Linked DNA regions of Sus scrofa: region 1 is linked to region 2. The links are chromatin contacts, called in public Hi-C maps. All regions are on one chromosome and are shown on one strand. Each heading gives the region's core, a stretch centred on a gene start, on an enhancer-like site or on the middle of the called end of the contact. The rest is flanking DNA. Distances are from core to core; before and after follow the strand shown. Region 1 overlaps ADAM11 (disintegrin and metalloproteinase domain-containing protein 11). Region 2 overlaps EFTUD2 (116 kDa U5 small nuclear ribonucleoprotein component).

Region 1 (6,065 bases), core at 1,995-4,494, 77 kb after region 2:
AAAGGGCCAAGCAGGAGATGGGGTGCACTGTGACCTGGACCTGCTGACGCAGGCCCCTCCCTTCCTGTCCCCCTACCCTGGCTCCAGCCTCGATGTATGGAGGAGGCTTCATACGTACTCTGCAGACAGGGATGGAATGGGTTAGAGTTGGGTGCAGGGCCCCTGGAAGCTGGGGTGATGGGCAGATGCCGTCCTGACAGGAAGAAAGAACTTGGCTCCTCTATCCCCAAGTCCATTGCCCTCTGCCTCGCCCAAAGCAGCTCATCTTTAATATTTCAATCCCATGGTTAATTTTTAAACACGGAAGTTTTCCTGATAAATTTTTCAGAGGGGCCTTTGGAGCGGGGCTGGGAGGCTCCCGGTTGTCATGGCAACATACCAGGCCTGACCAAGATGGCTGCCCTCCCGGACCTGGGTGCCCAGCTACCACGGGGGGTGGGTAGTGACTCCAGACCTGAAGCTACTGTGCCTGGAGGGAAAGCGACCCCAAGGGAAGAAGGAGCAAGAGGGTCTCTGGGCTGACAGGGAGTCCACCTTCTCGGCTTCTGGGTCTCTACCCCAAGCCTCAAGTCTTACAAAAGATCTTGAAGCTGGAGTTCCCATTGTGGCTCAGCGGAAATGAACCTGACTAGGATCCATGAAGATCAAGTTTTGATCCCTGGCCTCACTCAGTGGGTTAAGGATCCACAGATGCGGCTCAAAGCCTGCATTGCTGTGGCTGTGGCCTAGGATGGCAGCTGCAGCTCCGATTCAACCCCAGCCTGGGAACTTGGTATGCCAAGGGTGAGGCCCTAAAAAGAAAAAAAAAAAAGAAAGAAAGAAAGAAAGAAAAGATCTCGAAGCACGGGAAGGGCCTAAAAGGAACTGGTGCCTTCTTCTATTCATTTTTATCTTTTCTTTTTAGGACCGCACCTGTGGCATGTGGAGGTTTCCAGGCTACGGGTCAAATTGGAGTTGGAGCTGTAGCTCCAGGAATGCCAGATCTGAGCCGTGTCTACAACCTACACTGTGGCTCAAGATAACGCCAAATCCTTAACCCACTGATCGGGGCCAGGGATGGAACCCAGATCTTCATGGATAATAGTCAGGTTCGTTACCGCTGAGCCACAGTTCATTTAAGACCGAAATCCATATCCCCACATGAGGGTCCCACCACTGGCTGTGCACATGAGAGGAAGTTTGTTGCCTTTCTTTTGAGGGGAGCAGGCTACAGGACAGAGGGGAGCCACAATGTCTCAAAAATCCCATAGCCTGGTGCTGGCAGGTGTCCTGATCAACCACCTAGATTTCTTTCTTTTTCTTTCTTTTTTTTTTTGCTTTTTAGGGCCACACCCATGGCACATAGAAGTTCCCAGGCTAAGGGTCCAATCGGAGCTACAGCTGCTGGCCTACACCACAGCCACAGCAATGCGGGATCCGAGCCACATCCACAACCTACACCACAGCTCACGGCACTGCTGGATCCCTGAGCGAGGCCAGGGATCAAACCCCCATCCTCATGGATACTTGTCGGATTCATTTCCGCTGCGCCACAACGGGAACTCCCAGCCTCCTAGATTTCTAACTTTCACCGAGTGCTCAGTATGTGCCAGGCACTGTTCTAAATACTTTACAAATCTTATCATATTTGATCTTCACAAAAACCCAGCGGGATAGAGGCTAATGTTATCCTCATCTGACATATGGGGAAACCGAGGCAGAGAGCAGCTAACTAACTTGGCTTTGAGGCCAAGATCATCCGGCAAGAAGTGGTGGAGTTGGGATTCAAGCCTTGGGAATCAGCTTCCAGGGCCTTCTCACCACAAAGGCCGTGAGGGGCCCTCGGAGACAGGGTGAGGCGGGGTGCAAGGTCAGAGCCTGGCTGGGCAGCCGTCTGAGCCCCAAGGGCCCTGACTCACTCTGTCCCGGGCTGCCCGAGGCTCCCAGCTCCATCCCGAGCCCCTAGAGCATCGATCACACTTGAAATAGAAAGTCAAGGACAAGGAGTCACTGCTTCCCTCTCCCCACCTTGGCCCAGACGTCTCCACTCTCCCCCTGCCCCGGCTAGCTCTGTCCCTGATACCTTGGTCTGGACCATCCCTGCCCTCCCCTGCCCTCGGGTCTGTGCCCGCTTGTTCATTCTGCCCCCTCACTGAAAGCCTCTATGCCTGACCCCACACTGGCCACCCGGGGGAGCAGCCTGGCCAGGCCCCTTGCCTTGATCCCATTCTCTCAGGCTGGCAGCCTCGGGGGATGATCCAGCAATCTGTCTGAGTCTCAGCTCTTCCCCATGGAAAGGGTAAGACCAGCCCAGGGCAAGGCTGTGAGGCTGGCTTGCACCGCAGGGGTTGTCCGGGGCCTGGGGGATTCTGGAAGAGCCAACTCTGGGGCTTGCAGAATCTCTTCTACTCAGGAGGTCAGCGAGCAAACCCCTCTGGCTTCTCTCTGTGCGGACCAAGGTGACCCCGACTCAGGGGAAGGCCCAGACTGGTGGGGAGCAGACACCAGGTCCTCTCTGTCCCCCCCACTTCCTGCCACCTGCCAAGGCCACATCCCCCTCCCTCCCTAGCAAGTCCTAATGGTTCCCCAGCAAGACGCAGCTCAGGCCGGGTAGGAGCAGCGACTGGGCAGTGTGAGGACAGCTGCTGGGGCTGGGACGCAGGCCCGGGAAGAAGACGAGGGAAAGCTGATGGCAGGGCAGGTTTGCCTGGGCTAAAGCAGGGGACACAAGGGGACACCTTCTGTCTGCAGGAAGAGAAAGATCAGGCAAATCCACCTCAGTCCCTGGGATCTCTGTACCCCAGGTGCCTGGGGAGGGGGCTCCTGCTGGCATTCGAATCTTAAGTCCCCACGCCCAACACACACACACACACACCCGCCCCCAGCCAAGCTTTCTGTCTGTGCTCTGTCAAAGCCCAACCGCTCCGGCCGGGCTCGCCTCCTGCCCTGTCCAGACCCTGACCTCTCCCGTGAGCCCTCAGTCCCTCCCTGGGGAGCACCTGCTGTCCCGACTGCTGCCCTCCTCTGTACCGCTGCTGGTGACAGGCCGCCCGGGTCTCCACCCTGTGCCCTGCGCTTGCCTTCTGTCCCCGGGCCATCAGCTCTCAGGTGCTCAGGCTCACTTGACCTCAACTGGCCCAGGCCGTCTGGTGCTCATTTTCTAAACGCCAGGCCAAGGCTCCGGGAGAGACACTTGGAGGTGACTGGCCCAGGGCCACGCTGGGGAGGAGCTGGGTCAAGGCTCACCCTCAGGCTGGACTTTCTGTCTCTCAAGGCCGCTGTGGCCACCTGGCTGCGGTGACTTTGCCTTCCCCAAGGCTTCCCTGTCACCAGCCAGTCCTTGCTCCAGGCACCTGCTGGCCCCCACCAGATATGAGGGCAGAGGCCAGGAGGCACTGAAATCCCAGAATCACAAATACAGGTGCCAAGGCTCCACCATGGACCTCCAGAACCACTGTCTCGGGAAGGGGGACCCAAAGATCCTTCGGGTTCCCAAATGGCCCAGAAAATTCGAACATCCAGGAGCTTCCCCTCAAACAGTCACCCTGAACCCCTCCTCCCGAACCTCCATCTCGGGCCACAGCCTCATCCACAAAGCCTGCGCCCTCCCACCCCGCAGGGCGTTGGCCCCTCTCCATTCCTGGCTCTCAGCCATGTCAGTTTCTTCGGTCACTGATTCACCTCTTCACACGGGTGGCCTTTAGTCCCCTGGGGCTCAGGCTACACCTGCCCTTCTCCTGCCTGGGCATTCAACACTTACATTAATGGAGAGGCATCAGGAGGCCCGAGTGAGCTGCTTACCCTCAGTCTCCTCGTCCAGTAAAATGAGGTTGTCATGAAGGCTAAATGAAAGCCCTTCTTTTTTTGTGTTTTTAGGGCTGCATCCATGGCACGTGGAGTTCCCAGGCTAAGGGTCAAATCAGAGCTGCAGCTACAGGCCTACGCACAGCCACAGCACTATGGGATCTGGGCCTTGTCTGCGACCTACACCACAGCTCAGGGCAACACCGGATCCTTAACCCACTGAGCGAGGCCAGGGATCGAACCCGCGTCCTCATGGATACTAGTCTGGTTTGTTAACCTCTGAGCCATGATGGGAACTCCCCTGAACGGGGTCTTGAGGAACTGGATAAACCACATGGGCTGCTGGCAGCAGATGGAGAGGAGCCAGAGAAGCTGGGGGGACCACTTGGGAGAAATCCCCCACCCCACCCTGGGTCCCCCAAGATGTGCTGAGGCTCCATGTATAGCAGGACAGCGGAAGTCGCCGATAGAACAGTTGGATGAATTTCTGATAATGGGATTTGACCTAAATTTCTGAGGACAGAGTCACTTCCTTACAGGGTCATTTGTCCCTCTGGGGACAGACACTGGGCAGCTGGGTCCCTCTAGGCAGCCAGGAAGGGTGCTAATGCGAGGCCAAGCCCACAGGCCAGAGTCTGGCTGGGGCGGACTCAAGACGCCTGCCTCGTTGCTCCCCTCCCCCGCCCCCACTGCGACCTGCCCAGAGCCTGACAGGTAACCCCCAAAGGCCTTGGCTCCTGTTTCTGACACCCAGTTCCATGCCACACCTACCCACTGCCTCCCTCAGGAGGGAGAGTGGGCCTCACAGATGCTGAACATCTGCTCTTGCTGGATCCTGGCAGGACACCCGACACCCATCATCTCGTCTAATGCTGGCAGCAGCCTGAGCGGGTGGAGACCTACCCCCATGTCACGGATGGGGAATGTGAAGGTCAGAAGGCTTCAGAGGCTCGCCCAGGTCACTCAGTCAGAAGCAGTGAAGCCGGGACCCACGGAGGCTGTCCCGCCCCAAAGCTACTGGGTGCGGCCTTTCAAACAGCAGCTGGGCTTCCTGCGTGAAGTCTCCCTCTGCTCAATTCCATGGCAGGTGGGGTTCACAGCCCTCCCTGGAGCAAGCTGAGCCCAGTGCAGATCCTAGCCTTGGCTTCCAGCCCCCAGCCCCCTCCCAGGAACCCTTCCTGCCTCTGATCCTAGGGCAGAGCTGTGACCTTAGCCGCAGAAACCACAGCAAGGTCTTGGCCCTAGTGGGGTACTGGGCTCCAGGCCCAGACCCTGTGACTCCCTGCCTGGGCCTGCCATCTTGCAAGGGCTGGGGACCGAGCCTTGCCTAATTGCCCCCCAGCCCTTGACATCAAGAAAATACAAACACCGCAGCACACGCCCTCAGTCAAGGGCTTCCAGGTGGCGTTGCCAGCAAATGCTGGCCTGGGCAGCTCTCACAGGAGCTCAGCCCAGTGACTGAGGTCCCTCCCCCAGCTGGCTGGGATGTGGGTCTGACTCCGGGGCCTGGGTCCCTCCATCCACCTGTTCCCTTTCCCACATCCCACCCTCTCTGTGGTTCTGAAGGAGTCTGGGTTTCCCAGCAGCAGGCACAACCCACACAGCAGCTTTGTGTGGATCAGAACAAGAATCCCCTCAGAACACACGCAGCCCCATGAGCTCTCTGACATCATTCAGCCCACTGGCCCAGGCACGCTTGTGCAGTGAACAACCAGTCCAACTGTACACTGTGGCCCTGCTTGTTCTGCCACCTTATCTGCCAGCTGCAGGCTCCCTGTGATCACAGGTTTCTGCACTTCCAGAAGCTTCCCCATCTCTCAGGCCCAGCCTGCTTCTAAACTGGGCAGAAGTGAGTGTTGAGAGTCGTGGCAAAGAGGGCTGAGTCCCCCGTGCCCCTCTTCACTGTACCCCTAAACACGAGGCCAGCGCGCACTGGCTAAGAGGGCTGTTCTAGGCATCAGTTTTGACCATGCTATTTAAGGGCTGTGTGACCTGCAGCAGTTACTTCACCTCTCTGTGCCTGTTTTCCCCATCTGTGAAACAGGAATAATAATAGCCTCACCTCCTGGAGTTGCACTGAGGATAAAAAAAAAAATCAGTAACACAGAAAAAGAGAAGAATTCCTGCTCCACTGAGGGCCCAGTAAATGGCAACTTCTCTAGCTTCTAATCCCTTCCTGGCCAGCTGCCCTCTTCCCCAGGCCCCCTCGCGAAAGCCAGGACTCCTTTCCCATCACACCCTCCTGGCACTGGGTGGTCTGAGATGCTTGCTCTCATCATCCT
Region 2 (6,948 bases), core at 1,665-4,164:
CCTTCTCCACCCCAGTCCCCTAGGGTCCTTGCACCTGGGGCTCTGTAGTGGGCTGGGCTCATCTCTGGGACCTGGCAGGAGAAGTGGCTTGGGGCATACAGGGCCAGTCCACGTCCTGGGCCAGCTTCCTCTCCTTCCCTATCCTGCTGCCGCTTGGTACCTCCTAGAAATGGACGTCATCTCTAGTTTGACATTTGCTCCTCATTTCTGGGATGTGTTTGAGGAAGGGTATCAAGAGGAAGATGGGCGAGTTCCCCTAGTGGCTTAGCAGTAACAAACCTGATGAATATCCATGAGGATGAGGGTTCAATCCCTGGCCTCGCTCAGTGGGTTAAGGATCCCACATTGCCATGAGCTGTGGTGTAGGCCAGTGGCTATAGCTCGATTCGACCTCTAGCTTGGGAACTTCCATATGCTGCAGGTGCAGCCCTAAAAAGACAAAGAGGAATTCCCGTCGTGGCGCAGTGGTTAACGAATCCGACTAGGAACCATGAGGTTGCGGGTTCGGTCCCTGCCCTTGCTCCGTGGGTTAACGATCCGGCGTTGCCGTGAGCTGTGGCGTAGGTCGCAGACGCGGCTCGGATCCTGAGTTGCTGTGGCTCTGGCGTAGGCCAGTGGCTACAGCTCCGATTCAACCCCTAGCCTGGGAACCTCCATATGCCGCGGGAGTGGCCCAAGAAATAGCAACAACAACAACAACAACAACAAAAAAAAGACAAAGAAAAAGGAAGATGGGATTGGAGTGGTTTATAGACCAGGATTGGGACTGAGGGAGGAACACATGTACAATTGCTAGAATTAATCGTATCCCCATATAATTAAATATCTGCAAAAGAAAATGTGTAGGGACACTTTATGCTGTCCGAGCGTGGCCTAAAACCAGCACTGCGGGCATCTGCTTACCTCTGACCTCCGCATATGCTACTAGAATGCGCATCTGCAGGGGGCTCTTTCTTGGCCCTGAGGCAGCTGCAGTGCTGCTCTGCCCTTGTGCCCTTGACTACTGCCAGAACCACTCCTAAGTCAGCTCTCCTTTTTGCTTTTCAGTGATTCGAAATGTCAAGTTTAAGATCCTGGATGCAGTGGTTGCCCAGGAGCCCCTGCATCGGGGCGGGGGCCAAATCATCCCCACAGCCAGGAGAGTTGTCTATTCTGCCTTCCTCATGGTAAGGGCATGGGCCCAGGCTGTCGCCCCCCAGCCTGTCCGCTCGCCAGGTTCTCAGTCCCCAGCCTTCTCTAATCCAGGAACCCTTTCTTCTTACTCTCTTGCAGGCCACTCCTCGTCTGATGGAGCCCTACTACTTTGTAGAGGTCCAGGCCCCTGCAGACTGTGTCTCTGCCGTCTACACCGTCCTGGCCAGGCGCAGGTGAGCAGCCAGACGCCTTAGGGAGAGTGCGGCGAGGGGCAGCTCAGCTGCTGGGGGGAGAGGGAGGGGTTGGCCTCCCCAGACTCTCCAGTCCTGAAAACTGGTGAGCTGGTTTTTAGAAGGGAGGAGGAAAGGAAGGAGGCCGTCTCCAGCCTGACCTCAGCTTAAAATCTGAGGTTTCTCCTGGAGCCCCCTCTTCAGTTCCTGGAGGACGCACGGGAACGTGCCCATGATGAGAGTGTCTGTCCAGTCCACATTCCGCTCTTGCCCAGAGGTCGCTGCCCCTTTGACTTCCCCAGGGAACTCGCTGGAGCCCCAGGCCCTCCCTGCCCTCTCTAGCACGCTTGTGCTGATTCTTTGATGGTCAACATTTGGGGGTATGCCGCTTCTCTGCTTTTGACCCCTGCAGGACTGGGAACTCAGCCTTTGTTTTTCTGTCTCAGGGGACATGTGACTCAGGATGCTCCCATCCCTGGCTCCCCTCTCTACACCATCAAAGCTTTCATCCCGGCCATCGACTCTTTTGGCTTCGAGACTGATCTGCGGACTCACACGCAGGGGCAGGCCTTTTCCTTGTCTGTCTTCCACCATTGGCAGGTAAGAAAACGGTACTGGCTGCCCAGGGTGGCCTCTCACCTCTGCAGGGCCAGTCCCTTCCGACCTCTTCCCCTGCCGGGCCCTGAGTGGGGTTACCAGCATCCTAGGGGAGAGTCCTGCTTCTAGGCCTGAGTCTGGGAGGTCGGCCTGGAACATCTGAAACCACTTTGCCTTTCAGATCGTACCCGGTGATCCTCTGGACAAGAGCATTGTCATCCGCCCCTTGGAGCCACAGCCAGCTCCTCACCTGGCCCGAGAGTTCATGATCAAAACCCGTCGCAGGAAGGTACGTGCCCCTCGGGCCCATGGCCGTCCCCTCACCCCCAGGGGTCTTGGCAGGAGTTAGATCAGTTCATTTCTTGCCTTTTGGCCTTTCTCTAAAGACTGAGAGCAGTTTACCCCACAGCATGGAGAGACACCGTCTGTGTAGGCATCAGCCAGCTGGACCTGAGGCCCAGTCTGGCCAGGAAGGGAGAGCCTTCTTCTCCCCCTGATGACACCCTGAAGGCAGGGCTCCAGAAATAAGCTCGGCTGACATCCCCCCCACCCCCCGACCTGACCCCCAGCTCAAGCACAGGTCAGTCCCCCGCCACCCGGGCTCATTGCTTGCATTCGCCCCCACTTTGCAGGGCCTGAGTGAGGACGTGAGCATCAGCAAGTTCTTCGATGATCCTATGTTGCTGGAGCTCGCCAAGCAGGATGTTGTGCTCAATTACCCCATGTGAGCGCTGGACTCCTGGCAGCTCCTGTGCCCTGCGCGGGGCGGCTTCCTGGACTCGAGCTGGGACCTGGTGTGACCTGGACTCCACGTCGCGAGAGTGTGTCTGGGCGCTGCGGCGGTCGTCCCTAACCCAGGAGCCTCCAAGCCTCCAACACAGAGCCCCTCCCCAGAGGGAAGAGTGTTTGGCCTTCTGGTCCCTACTGTGGCCTCTGCCTGGCTCCATTCCCGGAGAACAGAGAGGAGCTTGGGCTCAGGGAAGGAGACAGGGATGGAAGTTTTGAGCCCCACAGGGCCCTGTCCTCAGGATTTTTTTTTTAAATACAAGTTTGACCTTAGACATGGTTTTTAAGTGAACAGAACATTCTGACCTCTGCCTTGATCTGTTACTTTCATCCCCACCCTCCGCCCTGTCCTCCAGCACAGTCCCGTCCTGGCACTTGGGTTCTGGATGTATGTTGGCCCCCAGGAGGCTTCACTGCCTCTTGCTCCCAGCTGTAGCCTTCTTCCGGCCTGGCTCCCCGGGGAGGCGGCCTGCAGGGGGAGGGACGCCTGCCTCTTAATTCAGTGTTCCCACCAGCATTGAGTGCCCTGGACTGTCTCCAGCTCCCGCTCCTGGTGGGTGGGTCCTGAGGTCGCTTGGGAGTGGTTGGGTCTATGGAATCAGAGGTCCGTTCCACCTCCTCCTGCCCCTGACGCGTCTCCCGTGCCCTGGAGCCGGGGGCCAGGACTATGATTTCCAGCCCTTTGCTCTGAGTCCCTCCACCAGCCTTACTCTTCTGTCCCCTGTGTGAAGAAGACACTGTTGATTTGCCTCAAAACCACTTTATTAGGTGCATACCAGGGCTTGATGGAAGAGCTTCCAGCTGCCCCGGGCCCTGCAGGGAGGAATCCTACTTCTCCCCGGCGTCCTGCGCTGCTCTCTTGCAGTAGTCTCTGTACATTGTATACACAGCGCCTGTGTCGGGGACAAGGAAAGACAGCCCATGACCTGGCACCTCCGCCCGGCCTCGGGCTCTCCCAGGTGTCCAGAGGAGTAACAGCCGCAGGCTCCCAGGGGCCAACACATGCCCCGTTCCCTGGAGAGTCCAGCTTCCCTGCTCAGCTTTCCGCCCCAGGTCTCAACAGCTGCTACAAACACCTGGCCACATGGCCCGGGAAACAGCCTGCCAGTTCCCGAAGCCCTCTCACAGATTCTCTGAGCAGCCTCCCTGCGGTGTGTGAGGGAGGCGAGCCGGAGTGTGACCATTGCCCCAGACTCAGAGAAAGGGATTCGTTCACTGTCGCCTAGCTAGTGAGTAGCTGTCTGCCTTTTGATCCAGAAAAGTTCAGCATAAGTTCTGCTGCATGGCTTATCTCACCTCTAGGACACACTCATGAAACCAACTGGGTGCCATCCCCTGGAACACAGGAGATATAAACAGGGAGCCCAGTAAACTCATCTCGGGCCGAGGGCTTCACCAGGAACACAGTGTGGAGCCTGGTAGAGGGGAAAGGGACTGAACTTCTGCTCCCTTAACTATCAGGACTCACAGCCAGATTTTGCCTAATGTTTTTTATTCCCCACTCTCCCGTGACCCCACCAGCTACTCACCCAGCATGATCGCACCCACAGCACAGGCCTGCGCTGCCACTCGGGTGTGAATCAGGTGTATAGACATCTTGGTGGAACCGCGAGCCTTCAGCCGGTAGATCCTGTATGCTGCCACCACCAGGCAGCCCCCTAAGCCTGAATAGGCAGAAAACGTGACCCTTGGGCCCCAGTCACCAAGCACATCGCTTTTCTGAGGGACACCTCACTAAGCAGGCTGGATAATCACCTGCCTTTGTGCTGCTGCTTTGGGGGTGGGTAGGGGCTGTCATCAGAGTATTGAGTTGTTTCTTCTCAGTGTGAAGTGAATACCCTCCTCCCTGTACAAACAGCCCATCGTCATGACTCTCCCATCCCTCTTAGCTCTGCCCCGGCCCTTCTCCAACCACTGCCAGCTCCCACAGCTGTTCTGCTCTCCCAGGGCCTGGGGGGAAGAAGCCCTGGGGGACCCCAAACTTGTGCCCATCTTGGCTGCCATCTCCACCCACCCAGACTCCCTTAGTTTCATTGTCAGCATGTGTCCCTTTGTCCCTTGGCACCTTTGCTGTTGGTTACTCAGTGGGTAGGACCACTTGAGTTCTGTGCTTCATTCTTTGAAAGGACTAGGAGACGTGTCCTCTCCGAGAGAAGGCCCCCTACTCCCCCCGCTTCTTCCTACTCACCTACAGGCACCAGCGGAGACTCCCTGGTCTTTCTCAGGAGCTTCTCAGACACGCTGTCCTCGCCCTCGGGTGGTGCCCACCAGCCTTTGTTAGACATGATCCCGCCCCCAGATGTTAGCAGCTGGGTCTCCTGAGGCTTCAGCCCAGTCCTAGAAGGAGGCACCTGCAATACAAACTCCAGTTCTCAGTCGGGTGGGCAGGAGGAAGATGCTGCTCTGAGACTGTCTTACCGTGCCCGGCACAGCCGCTGCTTGAAAAGATGTCCCAGGTGACTGTCTCCGGTGGCTGGACCACTAGCACCATTTCTCCATCGCTGCTTCTTAACATCTGTCTCTTCCCCAGCTCATTCTGACTCTGCCCTTTTCTCTGCTTCCCCCTCTTCCATCTGTGTCTCTATGGGTATGATCCTTGGGCCAAGAAAAGCAGCTGGAAAAATCCACACGAGGGTGGGAGGAACAGGCCTTTAGCCTTGGGTTCCCCACTGGCCTCGAGTCTGTGATGGTTGTTCCTAAGGAAACTGCAGAGCCATCCCAGACGATGTGACAGCACTGGTTACCCAATCACCAGAGCCAGAGATTGAGACCATTAAACATGGATTTGTGTATAATTTCATGTAGATTTTGGACATTAGGCTAACAGAACAAATTCCAGTCCCTGGGGGCTCCCCTGTCTCCAGGTCCATCTCTTGCCAGGTTCTTTGCAGTTGCCAACCCCCTGCCTCATCCCTGGGTGGCGGACCCCTCTTACTCTACTTTGCAAACCCCTGTAAATGTCTGATCACAGACTAGACAAAGTCCCAGAGTCCTGGTCCTTAAATCAGGGGTTCTGCCTGCTGGATGCCTTCCAGATCTAAGCATGAGACAAAGTCCCCTCTTGAGGTAATTTCTATTCCTAGTTCCCCCTCTCCTGGAGGAGCAGGAACTGTGGGCCCCACAGGTCCTCAGCATGCCAGCGCTTACCCTGGGAGATGGCTGGAAAGTGGGGTGCGAGCAGCCTAGCAAGGGCTCAGCGTCTGCTGTTTTAAAACGGCCAAGAGCTGATGATAGAGCTGCCACTCTGGGGTCAGGGAAGCAGTGACCGGCTTTATGGAGACTTTGAAGTCAGGAAGGGAGAGGGGAGGAGATAGGACAGGGCACCAATCTTAACCCCCCATCTGCTGAGTTCCAAGCTGGAGCTCCGAGTACTGGAAAGAAATGAAAGATCAGGTGGAGGGGAGCCCTTACCTCGATTCAGCCTGTGGATGTAAGTGGCTGGGTCAGCGATGGACCTGGTATGGAGAACTGGCATGGGAACATAGCCAAGGATGGGTGGAGATCCTAGGTTCTTCCCCAAGTTATACTGCCCCAAATACTCTTAGAAACAATGTGGAAAAGTTCCTGCTATGGCTCAGCAGTAACAAACCCAGCTAGTATCCATGAGGACGTGGGTTTGATCCCTGGCCGTGCTCAGTGGGTTAAGGATCTGACGTTGCCATCAGCTGTGGTGCAGGTCGCGACACGGTGGCTCAGATCCTGTGTTGCTGTGACTGGCAGAGGCCGGCAGGTGTAGCTCCAATTCAACCTGTAGCCTGGGAATATGCCACAGGTGCAGCCCTAAAAAGAAATGCCTTAATTATGGGATGTAAATGAAATGCCTTAATTATGAGAGATAGACCTTCTGGTCTTGGTCTTGATCCCTCCAAGGAAGTTTTCTAGACCAGGGAGATTTGTCCAGGAATTTGAATCATCCAGGACTTCCCTCACATCTTCAGAGCCCTTCTTATTGCCTGTGGGATGATGCTCACTCAGGTTAACGAGGTGACAACGACCAGCATTATCATCTATTCCGTTTGAGGCATTTACATTTCAGACCTTTCAACCCTTCTACACAGTAAGCAGCCGCTTGTTCATAGACCAGGAAATAAGCTTCTAAGAGGCTACATGAATTATTCAAGGGTACACAGCTAGCAAATGACAGTGTCAGGATCTGAACCTAGGTCTGCTTGGCTCCAAAGTACTTTTTTTCTTTTCTTTT

Evidence for each region. Hi-C and Micro-C count contacts between places; a contact is called where the count stands out from the background.
Region 1: a contact with region 2 is called in a Hi-C map of fetal liver, with 1.9 times the contacts expected there. The contact joins two enhancer-like sites. A contact is called at or near these places in 4 of 47 Hi-C or Micro-C datasets (embryonic fibroblasts, epiblast stem cells, fetal liver and 1 more).

What each region holds. Positions count from the first base shown.
Region 1 is chr12:18,588,132-18,594,196 of Sscrofa11.1, forward strand. The region is part of intron 2 of ADAM11 (disintegrin and metalloproteinase domain-containing protein 11); the gene reads right to left. Among named protein-coding and RNA genes, the nearest start is that of ADAM11, 6.3 kb to the right of the region's middle. Within about 2 kb of position 3,245, at least 7 of the 83 cell types and tissues checked have an H3K27ac peak or open chromatin away from gene starts, as enhancers often do. A contact at or near this core is called in fetal liver, where this site is marked.
Region 2 is chr12:18,511,942-18,518,889 of Sscrofa11.1, forward strand. EFTUD2 (116 kDa U5 small nuclear ribonucleoprotein component) reads left to right here. Exons shown (of 28, transcript XM_003131332.4): 24 at 1,048-1,166; 25 at 1,273-1,367; 26 at 1,811-1,964; 27 at 2,143-2,250; 28 at 2,594-3,052. The coding sequence ends at 2,689. HIGD1B (HIG1 domain family member 1B) reads right to left here. Exons shown (of 4, transcript XM_005668737.3): 2 at 4,936-5,098; 3 at 4,277-4,411; 4 at 3,492-3,640. The coding sequence ends at 3,576. Among named protein-coding and RNA genes, the nearest start is that of HIGD1B, 7.7 kb to the right of the region's middle. Within about 2 kb of position 2,915, at least 10 of the 83 cell types and tissues checked have an H3K27ac peak or open chromatin away from gene starts, as enhancers often do. A contact at or near this core is called in fetal liver, where this site is marked.